Linked DNA regions of Sus scrofa: region 2 is linked to region 1. The links are chromatin contacts, called in public HiChIP or PLAC-seq maps. All regions are on one chromosome and are shown on one strand. Each heading gives the region's core, a stretch centred on a gene start, on an enhancer-like site or on the middle of the called end of the contact. The rest is flanking DNA. Distances are from core to core; before and after follow the strand shown. Region 1 holds the start of TRUB1 (probable tRNA pseudouridine synthase 1). Region 2 holds the start of ATRNL1 (attractin-like protein 1).

Evidence for each region. HiChIP or PLAC-seq counts read pairs in DNA pulled down with a chosen protein or histone mark.
Region 2: a contact with region 1 is called in an H3K27ac HiChIP or PLAC-seq map of skeletal muscle. The contact joins the promoter of ATRNL1 here to the promoter of TRUB1 in region 1. A contact is called at or near these places in 2 of 47 Hi-C or Micro-C datasets (heart right ventricle and liver) and 2 of 2 datasets of contacts at active chromatin or transcription factors (alveolar macrophages and skeletal muscle).

What each region holds. Positions count from the first base shown.
Region 1 is chr14:125,259,161-125,265,194 of Sscrofa11.1, reverse strand. It overlaps TRUB1 (probable tRNA pseudouridine synthase 1), which reads right to left and starts at 3,053. Exons shown (of 10, transcript XR_001301213.2): 1 at 2,702-3,053. LOC102160539 (a long non-coding RNA gene) reads left to right here and starts at 3,106. Exons shown (of 4, transcript XR_002338765.1): 1 at 3,106-3,169; 2 at 3,318-3,464; 3 at 5,284-5,389.
Region 2 is chr14:125,404,122-125,410,155 of Sscrofa11.1, reverse strand. ATRNL1 (attractin-like protein 1) reads right to left here and starts at 3,620. Exons shown (of 29, transcript XM_021074415.1): 1 at 2,964-3,620. The coding sequence starts at 3,259.

The DNA.
Region 1 (6,034 bases), core at 1,804-4,303:
GCAAAAAAAGTCTAACATAAATTTTCACATGTGGACAGAGAACCACATCTCTGTATAAATACAACCTCCCCTGAAAATTGTTCTGTATCTATAAATAAAAGGATGCTAGTTTCAGTTAAAATTCAGGAAATTATTAGAGGCAAAAAAAAAAAAAAAAAAACACGAAAGATGCCAACTTGGCCATATTCCTATTCCAAAAATAAAATGAAATAATGCTATCTGAATGTGCTTTGGAAACTCAAAGCACACAACAAGTTAGCATCATCAACATGGCAGACAACAACATATTGAGAGAATATTGGCTACTGGACTTCAAATGACAAAGGAAGTAAGAAGAGGAAGAGCTGTATTGATCTGAACCCCTCCAAGCCCATCAAATCTTAGTTATTACTACCAATCCAGAGAAGAAGGAAAAGAGTAAAAGAAAATGAAAAGAGAGGACAGAGAAGGGAAAGGGGGGAAGGCAAAACAACAGGGGAGAAGCAGGTGAAATGGCCAAAAGGATAATGTGGGTTGTTCAGTCTCACCACATACATAACTACCGCCTTACTGAGTCAGAACTGCGATGTCTGGAACAGAGTCCTAGTGTCACTCTCTGATTACAACATCACCATGCTTGGAAGGACAAGACCATATGCTTTAACACAAACCCATAAGGCCAGGCCTAAGCTCGACTCTTCACCTTCACTTGCAACTCATTACAGATCTGCCATCCTTGTATGTATAGAAACATTTTGGGGGACTCTTTGTACTTTTAACTGGACATCCCTTGAAGCATGGAGGCCCATAAATTGACTGTCTTCCCTTTGTGTTCAAATTTACCTCTTTCAAGTTTGAAGACACCCTGTCTCTACTATACTGGAATTTGTTCACCCCACTGGTACCGGTCATGGATAAATATTTATTAATCTCTTTCCTAGCTATAAAACTGTAAGTTAGGCCTTTAAGGATTCAAAAATGACAAGAGCAGAGATTGTAATATAACATGAATTAATGTAAGGAAAGGCAAGGAAGGTTAACAGAGGCTATGAAATCTGACTGTGGCCTAAATCAGCAGTGGTCAAACCTGGCTGGCATTAGAAGTTCCTGTCCTGGAATCTGTATCTTTAAGAACCATCCCAGGTAATTCTGACAGCCAGTTAGAATGGCATTTGGAAAACCCTGGTCTAGCCAACAAAAATATAGAGTAGGCCAATCACAAGCAGTAGAAAAATGGAGAGTAATGAGAATGTCTACTTCTGAGTGAGCTGCTTCCAGAAGATGGCCCAGCAACAGCCTTGGCACAATAAATTTTAACTAAGTTTCAAGAAGAAATTTCAGCTCTTGGAGGCAGATTAACCAGAAGGCCAGGATATGACTTTAATCCTATCAGAAACCTGTCTGAGAGAAAGAATGGTAATCACTACCTTGAGGATGAAAAAAGTGACAATTTAGCTAAAAAATCAGACCAAATGAAAGCAACTGTATGAAGAAAATAACTCCATGATGACACCACAAAGGTTTTCCTTGGTCTAATTCCTTCCTTCAAGGCCCCCTATTTAACCCATCCTTATAGGCAACAAAGTAAAATGAAAGTATAACAAAAGAGTAAGAAGACATAACACAGGAATTAAACATCTTCAGGAATGTACCTTTACTAATAAACACTGTATTGTGTCAGTTTTAATTAACAAATTCCTACCAGAATATTTTGGTTTTGCAATTAAAATGGGGCTGTGGGGTAATGCTTGCCAGGGGACACTAAACAAAGAAGAAATTTCCTGTACTGGCTTAATGGAAAAATAAGCCAGAGTCAAAGGGCCTTGAAAACCTAGTTAAATGGTTTTATCACCAAAGGCTGCAGAAATTACTGCTGTGAGCTCAGTTAAGAGACAGTCTTTCATCCTCACCTATAGGCTAGCACAGATCTGGCTTACTGCAGGTGTCCAAAAAAAATCTAAGGTTCCTTGACGCCACTGTCTGAAATGATCTACGGGAGTGATGACTGACAGATCCTTCTAAGAGTCTCCCAGTGTACATGAAGAAACAAACAAACAAAAAGAAAGCTCTTAGAAGTGACCAAGGTATATTTAGTAGTTGTCAAAATATCCACACACTACTTACACCAGAATCACCTGGAGCAACAGTTTAAAGATGCAGCTTCCTAAAAATACCCCATGCCCTCAGAATCACAATCTCTGAGAAGACAGGGATTAGGAATCTGCATTTGTACAAGGGACTCTAAATAATTCTTATGCCCACTACGTGAAAACCACTGTGCCAAGTCTTGGTTAACTAAGTAGATCCTCATTTCCAACATATTTTTAAGAATGCAGCTTTGGAGGGTAGAGAGCCAGTGTTTCCTTTGGCTAGGGTTCATCTATGTGAGCCAAACAAAAGGCTTCTGAGGGATCAAATTAGAGAATATTCGTCTGCAAGTCCAAAAGCAGAGGTTTATCTGTGGATGTGTGGGGTTTTGTTTTTTTGCTTGTTTCCCTTGAGAATGACGACTGCCAGTTAGGCTACAGGAGTTCACGTCAGGACAAGTCCAAGCTGGAGATGCCCCAGACTTCTGTCCAAAACTTATACAGCGGTCATTCTCCCTTTCCCTTCCTCTTATCTCCTGAGCCATGAGCGTGCAAAAAGCCCAGTGTGCTCTATGCTGTTTCCGCTCTCGTGGCGACCACCTCTCCTCGGCCTGGTCCCCACCCGGCTGCAATACCTGCCAGCAGCTTCTCCTTCAGCCGATTCAGCAGCTCGGCTGAAGTGGGCCCTTTGGGCTTGTGCACGGCGAACACGCCGCTCAAGGACAGCAGCTTAGTAGCCATCGTGGGTTTGGAAACCGTGGCTTCGGATCCGGTCCTGGCCACGGCCGCAACCGCCGCGGCTGCAGTTGTCGCCGAGGAGGTGGCGGCCGTTGCTGCAGCGGTTCCTGCACTTTCAGGGACTGGGGTTGTGTCTGTATTCAAAGACGAAGGCGACACCACAGCCACTTCAGCAGTTGCCATATTTTTGCAGCCCAGACCAGTTTTTTATCCTGGAGTCGCACGCTAGTGACGCACCTAGGAGCGCGCCCGACATCCCCAGTCTTTTTCTTGCTGGGAATTGCGCAGCGCGGGGAGAGCGGGGGTCGCAAGGGCTTGTGGGAACTGTAGTCTCGGCTTTGCCGTGCCGGCCGAGAAGTGTGGAGGTGAAGTAGTTTTTCTCCTGTAATCCTTTGTGCTTCTTAGGTGGGGTTACTTCGGTACCGCAGGTGTGATTTCGCGCTGCCGAACCCGAACATCAAGTCCTTATGTATTTTCGGCGAGAAATCTCTTCACGTTCTCCTTCGCTCCTAGAATTAAGAAGACCCAGCATCCAGAATAGAAAACTTAAAATGCTGACTTCTGCTGCAGCTTGTGAAGAACTATAGCTCCTATGGTTCACTGCTTCCTTCAGTTTGTTTGCTCTTGAATTCATGGTTTAGAATTAAAATATACCTGAAGGTAAGCTCTATTAGAGCAAAGAACCCGTTTATCTTCACTGCCTCACACATAGTAGGCGCTTAAATAAATACTTGGGAACAGATAGATTCTGAAAGAAGCCAAGTGCTAAATCACGTGGGTTAATTTTGATGCCCTTCATGCATTTCTGTCCACCTCCCAACCCCCACAACTCAAATGTAATTCTTAAGATTTCAAAGGTACTTAGTACTAACGCTTCTGTGGATCGTATCCTTTGCTTATTGCAGTTCATAAAATTAAACTTTACTTTCGATTTGAGAAAGTAAAGATTTTAGAAGTTATTCACTCTTCAACAATATTCCGGTACACTGTTCTGATCCTGGCACAAGGCAAAGTGGAGAAAAATTCTTCGTTTTGCTTCTGCATCAGATAACATTAAATGGTATTATGAGTATTGTGGAACAGATAAGTTTGTCTTCATTTTCCTAAAACTTTCATTACAACCACCCTTTCTCCCAATCGTCCTTTTTCACATTAATATCTAGTATCCTAATAATGCCTCTTAGCTCCTCAGAATTACCAGTTATGGGATCTCATTTGAACCTGCCCCCATTCACTCAACAAGAATAGGAAAGAACAATGCTTTAAATAACAAGAATTATTCCTTCCTATATGTCCATTCTTCCCCATTTAGTCAGATCATGAGGCTCTCATTGAATTTTTGGGGTGCACAACAATGTAAATGTACTTAATACCACAGAACGGTACACTTAAAAATGGTTGAAATGGGAAATGTTATGTTACGTATATTACATCACAAAAAGAAAGGGGAAGTAACACATTTGTGGGGGAACAGGGGAAAGAGGGGGTGTTTTTTAGGGTAGAAAGCTGAAATTCCTGAAGGAAGCAAAATAACTCTTGTGATCTATTATAAAAATCTAAGCTAGGAGTTCCCATCGTGGCTCAGCAGAAATGAACCTGACTAGCATCCATGAGGACTTGGGTTTGATCCCCAGCCTTACTCTGTGGTTAAAGATCCGACATTGCTGTGAGCTATGGTGTAGGTTGCAGATGTGTCTCAGATCCTGTGTTGCTGCAGCTGTGGTGTGGGCCAGCAGCTACAGCTCCCATTAGACGCTTAGCCTTGGAACCTCCTTATGCCGTGGGTGCGGCCCTAAAAAGACTAAAAAAAAAGTCTGAGCTAACTGAAAACATTATGGAAGAGGTGCCTTGGAGGACAGAAGAGAATTGTTAGAGAATAAAGAGAAACTGAAGATTGACAAGTCTCTTGATTAGTGGATACCTGAGCCTGCTTCAAGATTGTTCATTTTTCAGGAAGGTTGCATGACTTCAGAAGGAGTAGCTACATCCTCAGGAGCAAAGCATCCTTTAGCCTCAATAAAATTCCTGCCCTCTCTTCTTAACACAGAAGCAGAGAGCCAGAGACTTTAAGAGAAAGTTTATAGCAGGCTTGAATGATGACTTGGAGATTAGAGAGCCTTCTCCCAATTGTCCATATATCAGTAAGCTTCCCGAATTCTCTTGTGACTCTAGGATGGGGGGGTGGGGGTGGAGGGAGGGCATAACTCAGGGTGAAAATAATGCTTCTGTTAGAATTTCCCACGAGCCCAGTGCAGAATCAGAGTTTGTTTGTTTGGTTGGTTGGTTGGTTGGTTTTGGCCACACTCTCAGTATTTGGAAATTCCTGGGTCAGGGATTGAACCTGTGCCATAATTATAACCAGAGTTACAGCAGTGACAATGCCAGATCCTTAACCCACTGAGCCAGGAGGGAACTCCCAGAGTTAATTTGACTAAAAGAAAACAGAGAAACAGATTTTTCTTATCTATTTTATTTCTAGGATGCTAGGTCACAGCAAAATTAATTATCTGCTATCAGATATGTATTCTTGGCATCAGAAGCACCAAGCTCTAATTTTCTGAAGTAACCAACATCTTCCACATGGGGTAAGTCTTGCATTTATGAGTTGTCTTACTTCATATATGTGTGAGTTAGGATTCTTTGGTTGAGAGTGATAGAAATTGATTTGTATCAGCTTTGAACTTATCAAAAGGATTTTTTAAATGGGTTTATCAGAATGTACTGGAATATTTTGCAGACTTGGGAAGTTCTCTCTCTTTATCTCCCTCTCTCCTGCCACATCCACCTATCATACTACTCTCTTGTGTCTTTTTCATTCTTCTTTTTTGCTTCAGACAGACTTTTTTTCTACTCCACATTCCACATTCTTGGTTTAAACCATCCTCTTCTGATCCAATTCCAAAAATATCCTGGATGAAGTCTCTCCTGACCACATACAGAATACAGTGCTCCACTAATTTTATTCCACAACCATAGAACTTCCCTTGCTTACTTTCCTTCTTGAGTTTTCTCTGTGGCGTATTTCATCTGATATACCAAATATTCACTTATTTTGTTTGTCTTATTTCCTCCATCAGAATGTGCACTCCATGAGGAATTTTTATGTTTTATTCATTGCTATATCTCCAGGACCTGGAATAGTGTCAGTTGCAGCACTCAATAAATAGTAGTTGAATGAGGGAATGAATAAACATGGAAACTCTAGCAGAAACCATGTGGATAGAGGGGAA
Region 2 (6,034 bases), core at 2,371-4,870, 140 kb before region 1:
CTAACAGGGAATGTTATTCATTCAAATAATTTATAGCAACATTTCCTAGCCCAATGTTATACTAAGCTACCCAAGTAAATGTAATTCAAATCTGCATATATCTTACCCGTTATTTCAAATTGCCACTGTCCTTTCTGATTCTCAGTCCTAAGTCTTTTAATCTAGCTTTTGCTGAAGATCACTGTTCATTTTGTTTTACCTATGTGAGAAATGGCTTGTAATTCTGAGAGCTTTTATTCTTTTCAAATGGAAAGAGAAAACTGAAATCAATCCTAAGAGAACTGAAGTACCACTTTTGATACCATATTTGCTTCTGCATTTCTCCCCCCAACCATCAATCTTCCATTCTAAAGAAGCATTTGAGGAATACTGATTCCCTAGTGAAATCCCTATAGTAGAAAAAAAAAAAAAAAACCTAAGTTACCATGGAACCAGCCAATTAATTTCGACACCTGCTTACCAAGATTGATCATTTTTGATGTCTGTTTGTTAGGTTGCTATCCTTCAGTTTAGTAAAAGATTTTCAAGACAATAAATGAAGTGAGAATTTCCAGTTAAAGTCTTTCCCACCATGTTATTACTTCAAATGCTGAATTAAGCGAGCCACCATCCTCAAGAAACCTTTCTTAAATTAGCACGTACTTTACCAGGAAGAAATCTTTTCTTCTAAATTGATTCTTCCCTTTAACATTAAATACCATGTTCTCTTTACCCTAAGAGTATATACATAACAAAACAGAGTTGTACCAGTTATATTTATTCTAATGAATAGCCTGTATTCCACAGAAAAACGAAAAAGTACTTACTAATAGAGTACAATGAATCAGAGGAAATAGCTTCCAAGAAAATGAATATTCGATCATTAGTTCAGGGTTTATTTAACTATATTTTTAAAAAACTATTCCTCTTTTACTTACTAAGGAATTATTTATGAACAACCACATCTCTACTTTATTTATGTTGGTTTTACCTTGATCTGTGACCTTTCCTACTAACTGGGACATCTGCTGGTGAGGTTACAAGCTACTGATCTAGCTGATTAACAATTCTATTACTATGAAATGTAGACAGAAGCTTCTCAGGACTGCAGCAATTTCTGTCCTCTTTAGGCAAATGGAGTAAATGCATCCACCCAAAGGCCAATTTCCCTAAATTACATAAGAATCAGGAAATCTTCCTATTTGCATATAAAAGGATGTAAAAAAAGGAGGTGGTTTTTTTCATTGTTGGCTATCAGTTTCTATGTTCAAAATCCTCTCTTGCAAGGTGAAGAGGCTGACTGTTTTATGGTCAGTTTAAGAACATTTAAGTAAAAAAGGGTACTAACAAGGACAATTCAGTAGGATACCTTTGCTGATCCTGAAACACTTTTTAAAACTTTTAACTAGTACCTCTATCAATTTTTTAAGTATTTGTTTTAAAAAAAACTATAATACTATACTAATGAGTACAAGTATGAAGCTAGGAAACATTTCGACCTACTACTATAAATGAATTTCATAAAACTTCATTCTGAGATTTCACTTCTAAAAACTTGCTGTAAATTAAACAGTAAGAGCTAATTAATTATAACGTTTCATTTTTAAAAATACATATATTTTTACAATGAGTCTTAAAGAGCACTGTCTTAAAGGACAAGTTTAAAAAAAAAAAAAAAGAGAGAGAGAAAAAGAGAGAAAGAAAAGAGGGAAACATGCTGTTGAAAACTCCCAGGAAATTTTCCTTTGATATATAAGGTGAACTATAGTCCTACCTTTGCATTAGAACCCAAGAGACATTTCAACTTAGATTCTATTATCATCCTGAAAGCGTTAGTAATCTACATAGTTACTGTGTAGCCATTTCAGAGCCACAAACCCAGCCACCAAACTTAAGTATCTATAAGACTAAGAAATTGACAACTTGATGGTTAACTCCAAGTCGTCAGATGGACACCCTGTTGGCCTGTAAGATCTTATTTGCTGCTCCCCCACATCACCCATTTCTTTTCTTATCAGGAGGCCAGTAATAGACGTCGACCAATAGGGGGAAAGTATCTCTCCCACCGTAAAGCAAACACCTAAGGGCCTAGAGCTTCAGAAAAACTGAAGCGATGCTCCCACACAACAGCTGATAGTCAGATAATCAGAAAAATCTATTATCTCCACCACATTAAAAACTCCGGGTATTTCCTCCTTTTATCTAACCCAAAGTCATTCCTGTATTTCGAAATTCAAGATTGTCCTAGCAAATTCAACGTAATATAGTGACTGAAAGTAAACCTTCTAGAGTTAGGGTGGCTGATTTGGAATCACAACTCAGCCAGTTATACTGTGTAATCTTCAGCAAATTATTTAAATTCATTGCCTCGATTTCTCTCTGTAAAACCAGTATAATAATTCTAGTAACTCACAGAGTTGACGGGAACAAATGAGATGACCCACGTAAGACGCTGGGAACAATGTTTGGCACATGGTAAGGCCATCATACACTCTAACATGCTAGCAGTGGTTGAACTAACACTTTAGTTACAAATAAACACGTTAGCAGTGGTTACCTCTATAAAAGGGAGTAGAATGGGGGAAGAGGGAGGTACTGGTAAACCGTAACTTTTAACCTTTACACTTCTGTATTGTTTGTATGTTTCACAATGCGCAAGTGATGCACGAGTTCCTGGCGTAATTTTTGATTAAAAAACAGTGTGCTAACAAAATGGTGTTTGGCACCGCAACTGAGAGTGGAAATGTTGATGAGAAGGGACCAGAGTCGCTGCGGACATCTGGACCATCAGGAAAGGCTTCGCGGCATAGCGGTCGCTGCTGGAAGCGGGGCCCGGAGTCCCCGAGGCGCGGGGGCCGGAGGGGGTCAGCGCAGGCCGCGCTGCGGGTCGCTCCCAGCCGGGGGACCCCGGACCGAGAGGAGGTGGGGAGGCCGCGACGGGTGCGGGGCAGGGCTGAGGTTCGGGGTCCGGCGAAGACACTTACTTGAACCTGCCCTGGCAGTGCTGGCACTGGTCCCCCACCCAGCCCGGGTCGCAGAGGCAGGTGGAGTTGACACAGCGGCCCGAGAAGCAGGAGCCGGTCCTCTCGCACGGCTTGGACTGGGACACCTGCGCGTACAGCGCCAGGTAGAGGAAGCCATAGCACAGGAGCCAGCTGTTCCCGTCCAGCAGCCAGGAGGAGGCGCCCCCGCCGCCGCCGCCGCCCGCCGTCCGAACCCTCCACAGCCCCGGGGCCGCCGGCTGCGGGGGGCCAGTGCGGGCCCGGACCCCGGGCTCCATCTTCCCCAGCGCCCCTGCCCGGCGGGGCTACGCTCGCGGGCGCCGACAGGGATGCTCCTCTGGGGAAATGCGGCCGGAGGAAAGAACACTGCGCCGCTGCCGCTTCTCCTCCCCCTCACCGGCGCCTGCCCCAGTCCCGCTCCCCGGTCAGGAGGGACAGATCCCAGCCGCCGTCGCCTCCGCTCGGCTCCCTCCAGTCGCACTCGGGCATCGCCTCTCCGTCTCCTGACCTTGTCCGCAGAAGGCCGAGCCCACCGCCGCGGCGCCCCGGGCCGGGCCGGAGGCAGGGAGCGGGCGGCGCAGGCTGAGCGGGGCGCTCGGAAGGGGACCTGCGGGAGGGGGAGGGGACCCCGCGCGCGGCCCCGCCTCGCCCGCGGCTCGCGCCAACTGCCTCGGCTCCCAGCCCCGCGCACCCGGGAGGGCGGGGGCCACGGGAGCCCCGAGGTGGGCGCGCCCAACGCGGGAGGGGGGGACCTGGGAAGCGAGGTTCAGCCTTTCCAGGCCCGGCCGGCGCCCAGTGGCCCCCCAGTAGCCATTTTCTTTCCCGGACCGTTAGCCAGCCGCCGGGACTGCAGCTGGGGCCGGAGGGGCCCTGGGCCGCCTCCCCAACCCGAGCGCGCCTCCGCTCCCCCACCCGCCAGGCCCGGCGCGTGGTCTCGCCCCGCCCTGACAGGGACCGGGGACTCCCCCACGCGCGCCCACCCCCCGCCCGGCCAGCGGGCGGAGGGGAGACTCGCCCCCCAGGTGTGACCCGTGTGCCCGCTGTGCCCTCCCCCTCGGCGCGCGGGGGAAGCCTCCAGAGTCCCTCAAACCAAAGATCAGATCGGGACCGGCTTTGCAGCTTCAGCAGAAAAGAAGCCCTTTCCGTCCGCCGTCTACAGCTGCAAAAGTGCAGCGCTTTTTCCCCAGCTCTTCCCCCTTCCTCCACCCCATCCTCCAGCCTTTTTCTTCGTTTTTTCTTAAAAAAGAGAAACTCCAACAACACACAAAGAGCTGAGCATGTGCAGCAGGCAAAAGTCTTAAAGGCACCGCAGTCCGACCACGCTGTGGGGTCCGCAAGAACTGGGAGGGGCGGGGGCTAGGGACTGCGGGGTCGCGGAGCGGGTTCCGGCGCGGGATCTCTCCCAGGGGGAGCCATTTCTTCCGTGGACGTAATGACTCCCCCGCCCGCAACAAAGAGCTGAAAGGTTCTGAGCCCGGGGCTGGCCGCCCCTTCCCGGTGCTGCCTGTTAACCCCAGGTATCTCCTTTTCTGCTTGTCAGTGTTTCCTCCTCCATCTGGGACAGTATTTTGCCTTGAAAAATATTGCGACATTGGGGCTTTTTCAGAAGAGCAGGAATGATGCCCAGACAAGAGCTGTTTTTCCTTCCTCAGCGACAGCCTTTCCTCCTTCAGATGACTTTCCAAGATTTGATGGCATATGTTTTGCACTTTTGTGCCTTCTCTAAACAGGCTACTTGAACCCTTGGAAAAAAGAAACCGAACACAAATTGCAGCCATGTATACTCGAGTTACACCCCTGTTACTGGATCCCCACCAAAGAAGAGAGAGCAGGCAGTATAAAAAAGAAATCGAAATCTACCAAAGGCATTTCTGACAGCAAAAGGAGAAAAAGTTTTCGTTGTAACCACACAGTCGTACTATTATTATTGTTAAGACTGAATTTATGTGTATTTGGGGCATAAAGTACCACATCATCTCTTTTAATCTCTGTTATCCCCACTTTGCAGACGAAATCCTCCATTAACCCCATTTTGCAGATGTGGATAGAAACACTCAGAAAGGTTGAAAGATTTGTCAATGACAGGTTAGAAGTAAGGAATGAATGCAGCTTTAAACAGAAAGTCCTTAAACCTAAGTCCTCTGACCTCCGTGCTTTTTTTCCACTATTTACCAGGCTGTTTCTATTAGCAGATGCTTTGTTCTAGTTTGGTGAATAAAATGTAAGTGTTGGCTTGGTTTGCAAATACCTCAGCAGTGACTTAAGGAGGGGAAAAAAAAAAAAAAAAGTCCAGAAAGAAGTGGTTCTTAGGAAAGTAAAAAATGAAAAAGGAAAACCATGATTCTCATTTATATGGCAAACAAATCACTGTTTCCCCCAAAACAGCAGTACCAGAAATGTCATCCTCAAACCTAAAAGTTAGGACAGCTCCTTCCTTTCACTTCTTTTCCGTATCAGGATGCCCCGTAGAGACTACTCGAGATGGAGGAGAAGAGGAAGAGAACCTTTTGGAGAAACAATTCCAAGGAGGATATTGTCCTGGATCGCACTTTTTCATTTCTATGACTGTAAAATCCAGAAGAAGACTTTTTAGTATTAGCCATCCATGAACTGCTGCCTTCTCCATTCTTCTCAGTCCAGCCAAAGTTTAGTCGGCCGGATCTTTCGCACATCTAGAGTTGCTTTCAGACGTGTGGAAAGTGGCCAAGCTCTTAATACCATCACTGAGTGTGAAGGTAACTAATTCAAAGGGTGGAGAGGAGCCGCTTTAACAAGAGAGATCACTGTTCAGCCACAGACTGACTGTAGGCTATATGTGAGCAAAGACTTTGCCCATTAAAAATATATATCTTTTAATCTTCCGACCACTATAATCAGCTCAGTACTTTACGTTACACGGAAGAACATGCAGCCCCACAGGCCTCCTCTCAATCTTTAGAATCAAGCTGAATATATTAAATTTATATAAAATTATTCTCATACGGATCTCATAGGATTTCCACTTGCCCTATCTCCTATTTTTCTTTCAAACTGTTTCAGTCAACATTTACTGA